Regions from separate parts of the Sus scrofa genome. Here region 1 is linked to region 2. A link is a contact called in public HiChIP or PLAC-seq data. All regions are on one chromosome and are shown on one strand. Each heading gives the region's core, a stretch centred on a gene start, on an enhancer-like site or on the middle of the called end of the contact. The rest is flanking DNA. Distances are from core to core; before and after follow the strand shown.

Region 1 (5,407 bases), core at 2,353-4,852, 270 kb before region 2:
GGCTTGCTCTAAGAGTTAGACATGTACTCAGGCTATAACTTAGTAAGTAAGATGAGAATGTCCCCAGTACTTTAGCAAACTACTAAATCTCTCCATCAACAGAGCTAACACAACCCACTAGCACCTGGAACTGCCTTCCAGTAATGGTGCTGTGTGCACTTCAGCAGCCCCACACAGCTAAAGCACCTCCTACATAAACTGCCCCCAAATCTCCCACTAAAATGAAGGAACTGATAAAAGAGAAAATGGTAATTGTTTCAAGCCAAAATATTAATGTTATCAAATAAGGAGATTAAAACTTTTTTTAAAAAGCTCAGCAAAGAAGAAAAGTCAAGTGAGTACTGTATCAACTCCAAGAAGCAAGAAGGTACTATGGATCATACATCCATTACTACTATCATAGAGGGAAAAATAAAACAGTACATTCCAGAAATCATGGAATACTTTTCAAAGGTTGGAGCTGATTTTGAATGGTGTTACAGACCAAGGAGGTCTCTGAATGGTTTCCTTTGTGCACATGCAGGCAAAGAACTGCCTGGCAATACCGAGAAAGAAGATGGGACAATGAAAAAAATCGCACTTGAGAGGCCGTCTAGCACAGACCCACTGGGTGTTCCTCGACAAATAACTTAGCATTTCAAGTCTATTTCTTCAGCCACAGAATGAAAAGAATACCTTCTTCCCAAAGTTGTTATGAGGGCTGGAAACAATGCTTGTAAAGCACAGAGCTGGTAGTCAAAAGTGGTAGATATTACAAGCTGCAACTATATAAAACAGCAAATGAACACATATTTCAAAGAGAGTTTAGCCCCCATCCCAACCCAAATGAGATAACTGAAAAAAGTTCAAGTTTGTCCAAGATCACTTTAATGGGATAGAAATAAATTTATATGACACTTGATTGATATTTCCTACATGCATCATTCTAGCCGGCTCCTTTTGAGTTCGATTAACATGCATAATCAAAGATTAACATGACAAAAAAAATGAAAGAGAAAAATTCAAGCATAGTCAAGAATACACAGAGTAACAAATAGAAAAAGATACTGAAGGCAGACCCACTGTATGGCCCAAGCGACCCTGCATAGGAGCTATGTTCAAGGCCAGTGCCCTGCCCATCATGATGATCAGCTGTTCCTATGCAAGAGAACTGACCTACACATGTGGGTGAGAGTCTCCTGCTCTAATTACACACCCTACCATCCTCTCAAAAGCTTTGGCTGTTCGGTTTTTTCCCAGATTATCAAATGACAAATTCATGAATTTCTCAATTCATGTTATATAAACCTACATACCAATACAACTGATCTTGATAAGAGAGCTTCTCAAACTCTTCTAAGGAAGTCCCTCTAACAGCATAAACAAATGAAAAAGTACCTTTGGATAGTCTGGGAGTGGCCCAAAGAGGCCACAAACACAAACTTAGACTGTTTTTCAAACTGACATACTTTGTAGGATAAGTATGAGGTAGATGGTAGAGAGAACCATTGAGTAAAAGCACTAAATCTTCCTGGAGAGTCAGAAAAATATTTCCCAAGTAAAACACCACTGCCTTCACACATTTATTCAACAAATTTTTTCTGAGAGTCAACTATGTGCAAAGGGTTGTATTATTAGGAGGGGTGAATATAAAAATACATACATAAAGGCATACACAATTTAATGGGGAATACAATCCAAAACCACAAAGGAATCTATGATTAGTGTTACAAAGGAGAGAACCCTTTGCCAGGAACTTTCTCTACGCTAAGTTGAAAATTAGGCATGAATCAGGCAAAGAAGAGTACTCTAAGCAGAAAAAAGAATACAGGCAAGGGCAGCTGAAAGGCAAGAGAGAACAGTGTGCAAAAGGTAGCTGAGGGTCCAGACTAGATCGTGCTAGACCTTGCACATCCATGAATGACTTTAGTCTTCTAAGTAAAGGGAAGTCACTGAAGGTTCTGCACAGGGAGAATACCGACAACACCATCCTGTATCACAATCTTGTATCATAAGAGCTGGTCCCTGCTTGCTAAGTTTACAAGCTGATAGTAACACTCTTAAAAAAAGCCCATCTTACTCATGCATGTGTATATACACATAGAAAGAGCATACATTATAAAAATAGGGAATTCTCATTGTGGCTCAGCAGTTAACAGACCTGACTAAGATCCGGGAGGATGTGGGTTTGATCCTGGGCCTTGCTCAGTGGGTTAAGGATCTGGCAGAGCCGTGAGCTGTGGTGTAGGTCACAGATGCGGCTCAGATCTGGCATTGCTGCAGCTGTGGTGTAGGCCGCAGCTGTAGCTCCAATTTGACCCCTAGCCTGGGAACTTCCATGTACCACAGGTGTGGCCCTAAAAATGAAAAGAAAAAAAAATTTTCTTTCTCTGATTACAAAATCAATATACAATAATTGCAGAGTTTGGGGGAAATAGAAAAAGCTAGAAGAAAATTACAATAAATGGAGAAAATTAGGTAAAAACCAGAGCATAAGAGAATTTATTTTCCTCTTGTGTAACTATTTAGAGTTCAAGGACTTTCATGTATTGCCATATAGGTCTCTTACAGCCTCATGATAGAGGTGACAGAGGTGTAATTATTTCCATCTTATAAGGACTCAAGGAAATCCCGAGCCAGGAAGAGATCTGCCTAAGGGTAAACGGTAGTAAAGATAAGACCCAGGGAAAAGGATTCTAGTCTCCTGATGGGTCAGGCATCTACTTCAGCTCATGGCCATGTGATCAGTAAATGGTACACACACTCACAGAAGTGTCTAACTGCAAATACCTAAAATGAGCAGTACCCATAAACATCAATCAAAAGAAATGTGTAAAACAGATTTGTATCATTAATACAAACATATGCTCAAGCACTAAATATCAAATAATGAAAGGAAAATTTACATATCTTTAAGTTAACAAAAAGTAGGGGGGGAATCAAACCCATGGAGATCAAGAATCTTTTCATTAATTGCTTCCTTTTGGTATGAATTAGAACACAGAGCAAAATCATCTATTTCCTATCTGAAAGAGTGGAGCCCACTCATGAAGACGAAAGGTAAGCCAAAGGTCTACTTTCAGTCCCCAACAACTCTTCTTTCCCTTCCTTCCTATCTCCCTACACACATGCTGTAGCAATGTGTGCATGCAGAGTATAATTTTAAACTGATTTATCTTTCTGGAAAACAAGATATACAACTAGGGTAACCATGTATTTTATCATCTAGCATGGAACATTCATAAGAGTAAAACAGGTTAACTGTTCCTGATTATGCCAGAAAAAAGAGGTATAAGCCAAACCGACAGGGCAAATGGGAACACGAGGTCTTCAAGTATCTGGATCCGTCCCGTTTCATGAGTCAAGTTGGGAGTAACACTCTATTGCTCAATTATTGTTCAAAAAACTGCTTGGTATGTCCCATTTCATGCAAAACTAAGTCTTAAGGATGACTCTCTCCACTTAGCTGTTCTTCTAGGGTTTTGTCTTGTTCCTTCGTCTGGAACATATTTCTCTGCCGTCTCATTTTGTCTAACTTTCTGTTTGTGGTTTCCTTTCTGCAAGCTGCAGGGTTGTAGTCCCTCGTGCTTCTGATGTCTCCCCCTGGTGGGTGAAGTTGATCTAGGGGCTTGCACAGGCTTCCTGATGGGAGGAAATGGTGCCTGCCCACTGGTGGGTGGAGCTGGGTCTTGTCCCTCCGGTGGGCAAGGCCACATCCAGGGGTGTGTTTAGAGCTAACTTTGTGCCCAAGACAACTTTGGACATCTGCTGATGGGTGGAGCTGTGTTCTCACCCTGTTGGTTGTTTGGCCTGAGGCTTTCCAACACTGGAGCCTACAGGATGTTGTGTGGGGCCAGGTCTCATTTCCAAAATGGTGACCTCCAGGAGAGCTCATGTCAAAAATGATGATTATTTTCTGGGGCCTCTGCCTCCAGTGTCCTTGCTCCTGCAATGAGCCACAGCAGACTCTTGCCTTCCCAGGAGACCCTCTAAGATGCACAGGTAGGTCTGGCCCACAATCCTATGAAGTCACTGTTTTGCCCTGGGTCCCAGTGCACGTGAAACCCTGTGTGCATCCTTTAAGAATGGAGTCTCCATTTTCCCCAGTCCTGCGGAGCTCTTGTCTTGAAACCCTGCTGGCCTTCCAAACCAAATGCTTTGAGAGCTCCTCCTCTGAATGCCAGACTCCCAGGCTGGGGAACCTGACATGTAGTTCAGAACTCTCACTTCTACGGGAGAACCTCTGAAATATAGTTATTTTCCAGTCTGTAGCCACCAGTGGGATGGGATTTTCTCACATCACTAAAGCACCCCTCCTACCATCTCGTTGTGCTTCTTCTTTGTCTTTGGGTACAGAATATCTTTTTGGTAGTTTCCAGTCTTTTTTGTCAATGGTTGTTCAGCAGTTAGTTGTGATTTGGTGTCTTTGTGAGAGGAGATGAGCTCAAGTTCTTCTACTCTGCTGTCTTCGAAAAGATTACTGGCTTATCACACAAGGATATAAGTCAGGAACAGCCAGATGGAAGAGCATAGAGAAATGTAGGATGGGACACAAAGCTTCCACGCTGTTCTAGGCACTCCCCTCTCCCCAAATCACCACACATTCACCAACCCAAAAGCTCCTAGAAGATTTTCTTATCAAAATTGAGTCTTAAAAAAATTCTACCTCAAGAGAAAGTCATCAGTATTTTGTAGGCCAGTTTAATAAACATTCCTATCAATTAGAGAATGTCTTCCCACAATGTGTAAGATCTTGTGGGGTGTTTAAGTTACATGTGCTTTGCAAGTCATCTGGAAAAAAGCTTTTAAAAAACCAGTTTATATAAAAAGTGAAATATCAAATAAAAGGAAAAGTAATTTCTTAATCCCTCAAAGGTATTTAATACTCAAAGTTATTTTCTTTGGTAACCCTAAAGTACTCTTCTGAACAAGAATGACCAAATTATTTCTTTAGAAGCTGGAATCATCTAACAAATAAACTGCCTTCAGAACAGTTTTTCAGCTGATGCTGTTAACAGGTTAAATAGCTAAAAGGAAAAAAGTCCCCTCAAATAAGAAAAGGAAGAAAGCAATCTTACATGGTATCCGTAAAAGCATACTGGTAATAATAAACCAAGTCTTAAAAACCAACCTTCCCATCTTAAGATCATATTCCTTTCGAAATATCTCCTTAAAGACTAAGTTACAGCAATGCAGATACAGAAAATCAAATATAAATTAAAATTTGGAGCTACTTTTTTCAACTAAGAGAAGTTCACACAGGTACACACACGGAGACATATAAGCTAAGCTTATCATCCTTTCAAAGGACATTTCAATGTCTACTATATACACACTGCAAGAGCACTATTAATAGGTGACTGTCCTGAATTTAAAATTCGCCAGGATTTCTTTTCAATCTAGCAAATTTGTCTCTCAACTCCAAAAA
Region 2 (5,798 bases), core at 1,409-3,908:
CTGAAAGAAAATGCTATGGATGAGGAAAGATGTACTTTGAATTACATAATTTTCACATGAAAATTTAAGAAAATGTACTAGTACCTCCTACAAAAACCGATGTGTAAGCATCATCCACATAAAATCAGATTCCTGCTACCTCCCTTTTCTTCCACCCTGGCTTCAACAACCCAGTTTAAAACTACTTTTCATGCACTTCCCACAGCCTCTTTTGGCTTAGAGCCTTAGGGCAACTTAACTATTGTATGACAACTATACCACCTATTGGCTGACACAGGGATTGGAATACGCCAAAATAGCTTCTGCTTCCTTGCTGAAAGACTATGGCATAATTTGGGCTCTTCTTTCCTTCTGCCTTAGTTAAACCCAACTGAAAAAAAAAGCTTCTCATATATAGGTCTCTTTTGTTCTCTTCATCTCTCCTTTTAAAGACCTGTGGAATAATTCACAAATCCCTTTAACCCTCATTTCATCTGAATTTAGCTCTATGATGAAAATTACCAGGACTGGAGTTCCCATTGTGGCTCAGCAGAAGCAAATCTGGCTAGTATCCCTGAGGATGCAGGTACCATCCCTGGCCTCGCTCAGGAAGTTAAGGATCCGGCATTGCCAAGAGCTGTGGTGTAGGCTGCAGACACAGCTCAGATCCTGCATTGCTGTGGATGTTGCATAGGTCAGCAGCTCCAGTTCCAATTCGACCCCTAGCCTGGGAACCTCCATATGCCATGGGTGCGGCCCTAAAAGACAGAAAGGCAGATAGACAGACAGACAAAGAAAGAAAATTACCAGGATTATATCTATAACTCTAAGACCACTTAATGAACTCCAATCATGACCTTTTATTTAAAGGAGTGCTCTACTTAGATGTCTTTAAACTTCTGTTACACAGAGTTCCTGTAGTAGATCCTTAGTGTCTAGCCCTTGAAGTTGTCCTATCTTCATGGGAAGCCCTATAAATTCTTATCTGTGGGAATTTTGTGGTGAAGCAAAGGAAACATATAAGACATCCCAAGTTAAGTAATTGATACGAAGTCATTTTTGTTGCTGGTATCAATCAAAGAGCATAGAGTTTTGTCCCTCAGCCTTTGCCCAATATCTCTTCCAATCAGTGTTACGACCTCTAACTACTGCCTATCATCTTTTTACCAATCTTTTATATGTAGAAAATTAGGGGGGAAATTGACAGAGAAATGAATATTACTGAACTTGCTAAATCCCTAATCTATTTTTGCACACTATCCCAAGTCAGTAGCTCTGATCAGAGGATAGCTGTATTCTGAGTAATGTTCAAAATACATATTTTTGTGATTTTTTTTTCACACTACCTCAAAAAGATTTTGATTTGGTCAATTCCCAGGAAAGTTTTCCTGACTTTTCAAGCTGTCATAAGCCTTCCTCAAGGACTATCATCTGGAGTATAGAGAAGTAGAAAAATTGATTGGCACAGTATTCGAATTTAGACTCTGCCATAATCTCAAAATGAGACTGTACATTCTATCATAAGAATCTTTGCTAAAGTTTGATTTTAAAATATATTATTCCAAATTACACTAGGATGGTTAATATTTTTTAAAGAAACTGTGAAAACAAAACAAAACAGAAAATAACAAGTGTTGACAAGGATATAGACAAATTGGAAACCTTATGTACTGCTAATGGGAATGTAAAATGGTACAGCTGCTATGGAAAATAGTATGGTGCTCCTCAAAAATATTAAAAATAGAATTATCATATGATCCTACAATTCCACTTCTCAGCATATAAATAATCAAAATAATTGAAACCTGGATCTTGAAGAGATTTTTGTACACCTATGTTCACAGCAGCACTAGTCACAAAGTCAAAAGGTAGAAACAACCCAAGTGTCCATTGACAAATTAATGGGTAAACAACACTGTAGTGTACAGATACAAAGGCATATTATTCAGCCCTCAAAGAAAGGAAATTCTGACACATGCTACAACATGCAAGAACCTTGATAGCATTATGCTAAGTGAAATAAACCATTCACAAAAAGATATGCACTGTACAGTTCTACTTCTATGAGGGAACTATTTTCTATTTCTATATTCATATTCATAGAAATAGAAAACAGAATGATGATTGCCAGGGACAAATGAGGAAGGAAGGGAATGGAAGTTGTTTAATAGGCATAGAGTTTCAGTTTTCCAAGATGAAAAGAGTTTTGGAGACTGGCTGTATAATAACAGAGATGCACTTAATACAACTAAGCTGTACACTTAAAAACTGTTAAGATGGTAAATTTTATGTGGATTTTAACACAGTTACATATAAATGTGCGTGTGTGTGTGTGTGTATAAAATTTACAGATTTTGTAGCCCTGTTTTGACAATTTGACAATGTTTCAATTTTGGGCAATTAGAGACCAGTCCTTTCAAAGGAAGAAAATGGACACATTTAAAAGGTCTATAAGTTATCACAGTAATAAGAACAAGCATGTTTTTCTATTTATTTCATTTATAGCATATTCTCCAAGTGAATTACAAACTCCTTATGTATAAACAGTGCCTTCTGCTTGTTTTATTTTATTTTATCTTGAGGGCTGCATCTGCAGCATATGGAAGCTCCCAGACTAGGGGACAAATTGGAGGTGCAGCTACACTACAGCCATAGCAACATACCAGATCTGAGCCACATCTGTGACCTATGCCATAGCTTGCAGCAACACCAGATCCTTGACCCACTGAGCAATGCCAGGGTTCTTAACCTGGTGAGTCACAACAGGAACTTCTTTTTTTTTTTTTTTTTTTTTTTTTTTTTTTTTTTTTTTTTTTTTGTCTTTTTGCTGTTGCTTGGGTCGCTTCTGTGGCATATGGAGGTTCCCAGGCTAGGGGTCCAACTGGAGCTGTAGCCACCGGCCTACACCAGAGCCATAGCAACGAGGGATCCGAGCCACGTCTGTGACCTACACCACAGCTCATGGCAATGCTGGATCCTTAACCCACTGAGCAAGGCCAGAGATCGAACCTGCAACCTCATGGTTTCTAGTCGGATTCATTAACCACTGAGCCACGATAGGAACTCCAACAGGAACTTCTTCTGCTTGTTTTATTTGTTTGTTTTTGTTTTCTGGGCCACGCTTGCAACATATGGGAGTTTCCAGGCTAAGGCCAATGAATCAGAGCTATAGTTGCCAGCCCAAGCCACAGCCTTGGCAACACAGGATTCAAGCCAAGTCTGTAAACTACACCACAGCTCATGGCAACATCCACCGAGCAAGTCCAGGGATCAAACCCACATCCTCGTGGATACTAGTCAGATTCATTTCTGCTGCGCCACAATGGGAACTCTGTTTGTTTCAGATAGCCAATACTTTATGCCAGGCAAATAGAAAGCAATTAATGCTGGATGACATGAGAATATTTAGGTAATATTGTTACTCATACCTTCAAATTGTCACCATATAATTTTAAAATAAGCTAGAACTTGGAATTCTTTTGTGGTGCAGTGGGTTAAGGATCTGGCATTGTCACTGCAGTGGCTTAGATCACTGCTGTGGTGTGGGTTTGAATCCTGGCCCGAGAGCTTCCATGTGCTGTGGTCATGGCCAAAGAAACAAAACAAAACAAAAAATCTACTTCTTAAAGTTCTTAAAAACCAAAGAATGGGAGTTACCATCGTGGCACAGTGGTTAACGAATCCCACTAGGAACCATGAGGTTGTGGGTTCGATCCCTGGCCTTGCTCAGTGGGTTAAGGATCCGGCGTTGCTGTGAGCTGTGGTGTAGGTCGCAGACACAGCTTGGATCCCACATTGCTGTGGCTCTGGTGTAGGCTGGTGGCTACAGCTCCGATTAGACCCCTAGCCTGGGAACCTCCATATGCCACAGGAGAGGCCCAAGAAATGGCAAAAAGACAAACAAACAAACAAAAAACCCCTAAAGAATGGAAACTTATTCCTTCATCCCTCATTATAGGTTTAAAAATGTCCTTATAAAATATTGTGGAATTAGAAAGAGGTGATGGTTGCACAAGAGTGTGAATGAACTTATTTATGCCACTTAAACTTGGGTCAAGGTCACACAATTTGGTAATAGAGAAAGTAGAATCTAAATTTTGGTCTTTATGACTTCAAAACCTGTATGTGTACCATTTTCTACTACCATGTGGTATCAACAAATATATAACCAAAACAGTTAAACTGCTTTATACAACTAAAATGTAAGTTTAGGTACACTGAATATTTCTCGTCAACAACAAAGTTAGCTATGATGGAGGATAAAAACCCACGTCTTAGTCCTTAAATTCTGCAATACATCAAGTCCTTTTTAGTACTTGATGAGATCCTAAGTGGACTAAAACCAACTTTTCTCTGGAAGTGAGTTTCATTTTTAATCTTTCTTAATAATAGAAACTCTCTGCATCAAGAAAGCCTAGGTTTATAAAAAATTACTATGTCTTCGTGTGGCCTATTTGTACCATTTTAGTAAAGGGTTACATGAATATATTGACTCAAATAGAAGATAATTAGGGGCTATTATACCACAGGGAAATATTTAATTTTAAAACTGTCAAAGTAAAATCCTTTCTATATCTATTACAAAGAATACAAAATTCTGATACATATCCAAAATGCTTGATTTTTTTTAGATTAATATATATAAGCCTCTTTAACGTACCTTGACTCCCACAGAGAGTTGGTAGGGATGGATAGTTTTAACTTGTATGTTGTGTCAAACACAACTTGAGATGCAACTGCAGAGCTTGAAAAAGTAGACCTGATTGTGAATGTTCTTCTGCCCCCAAGCCCCTCTCATATCATCCATCTTAGTCCACTCTGGTCAGACTTTGGTGTCCGTACAGTCGCAAAGATGATAATTTGCACTGCTTCATTGCCTCTAGCAAAAGGAGGAATAATGTCTAAATCACAAAGAAGAATAAGGACTGACACTTCTCCACTACAATGTCTCCAAGAAAAAAACACAAAAGTTACAGGAAGAATTCTTACTCAGGTATTAGGATGAAGATCAACTTTTCTGAGATTTATAAATAAGGTGAATAGCCCAGGTATAGGGATTGAAGAGAATTGCCTGGGAGATAGCTTTTGACAACACTAACTTCACGTAAACTGTTAAACATTTCCATTACCCCTATCCTTAGGAAAATTCATTTACCTCCCCCCAACAATTATCTTCATTTTGTAATGCTAATGCCTCATTGTTCACTTCATATAAAAACAAAAACTGTCCAAACCTTTGAAATAGTTGAAGGCACCCTATCAGATTAAAGAACATCCACATTTTAAACTCAATCTCCCTTTTAAAAAGTCTAATCTGAGTAAGTACTAACCCCAGGATACAAAAATAATTTGACAACTGAGTTATTCTCCAAGAAAAGATATGAATATTTATTTGACTTTTTTTATTTAAAATGGATAAACAAACAAACATATCTCCTCAGCTGAAAGCCATCCAAACATAATTTCAAAACTCTCCAAATTATAAAGGGGAAAAAGAGTCAAGGGAATGAATTTTTAAACTTAGTTCCAGAACATATTAGGAATTAAAAAAAAATTAGAACTGGGTCTTATTCAGTTAAATAAGTTATTCATATTTAAATCCATGATGTGAAAAAGAAATGAATTTATTTGTCAATAAGAATGCTAAGAATGCAATTTTGAAGGAAAAACATGAAAAGAAGCAAGTCTGTCTTGATTTTTTTTAATTCCATGTTTAATAAACTGCTTTGAAAGTAAATTTTCTGGAGTTCCCATCATGGTGCAGCAGAAACAAATCCAACTAGGAACCATGAGGTTGCGGGTTTGATCCCTGGCCTCAC

The links. HiChIP or PLAC-seq counts read pairs in DNA pulled down with a chosen protein or histone mark.
Region 1: a contact with region 2 is called in an H3K27ac HiChIP or PLAC-seq map of alveolar macrophages. The contact joins two enhancer-like sites. A contact is called at or near these places in 1 of 47 Hi-C or Micro-C datasets (epiblast stem cells) and 1 of 2 datasets of contacts at active chromatin or transcription factors (alveolar macrophages).

What each region holds. Positions count from the first base shown.
Region 1 is chr16:40,120,451-40,125,857 of Sscrofa11.1, reverse strand. The region is part of intron 1 of ZSWIM6 (zinc finger SWIM domain-containing protein 6); the gene reads right to left. Among named protein-coding and RNA genes, the nearest start is that of ZSWIM6, 18 kb to the right of the region's middle. Within about 2 kb of position 3,602, at least 5 of the 83 cell types and tissues checked have an H3K27ac peak or open chromatin away from gene starts, as enhancers often do. A contact at or near this core is called in alveolar macrophages, where this site is marked.
Region 2 is chr16:39,853,606-39,859,403 of Sscrofa11.1, reverse strand. The region is part of intron 1 of NDUFAF2 (mimitin, mitochondrial); the gene reads right to left. Among named protein-coding and RNA genes, the nearest start is that of NDUFAF2, 86 kb to the right of the region's middle. Within about 2 kb of position 2,658, at least 2 of the 83 cell types and tissues checked have an H3K27ac peak or open chromatin away from gene starts, as enhancers often do. A contact at or near this core is called in alveolar macrophages, where this site is marked.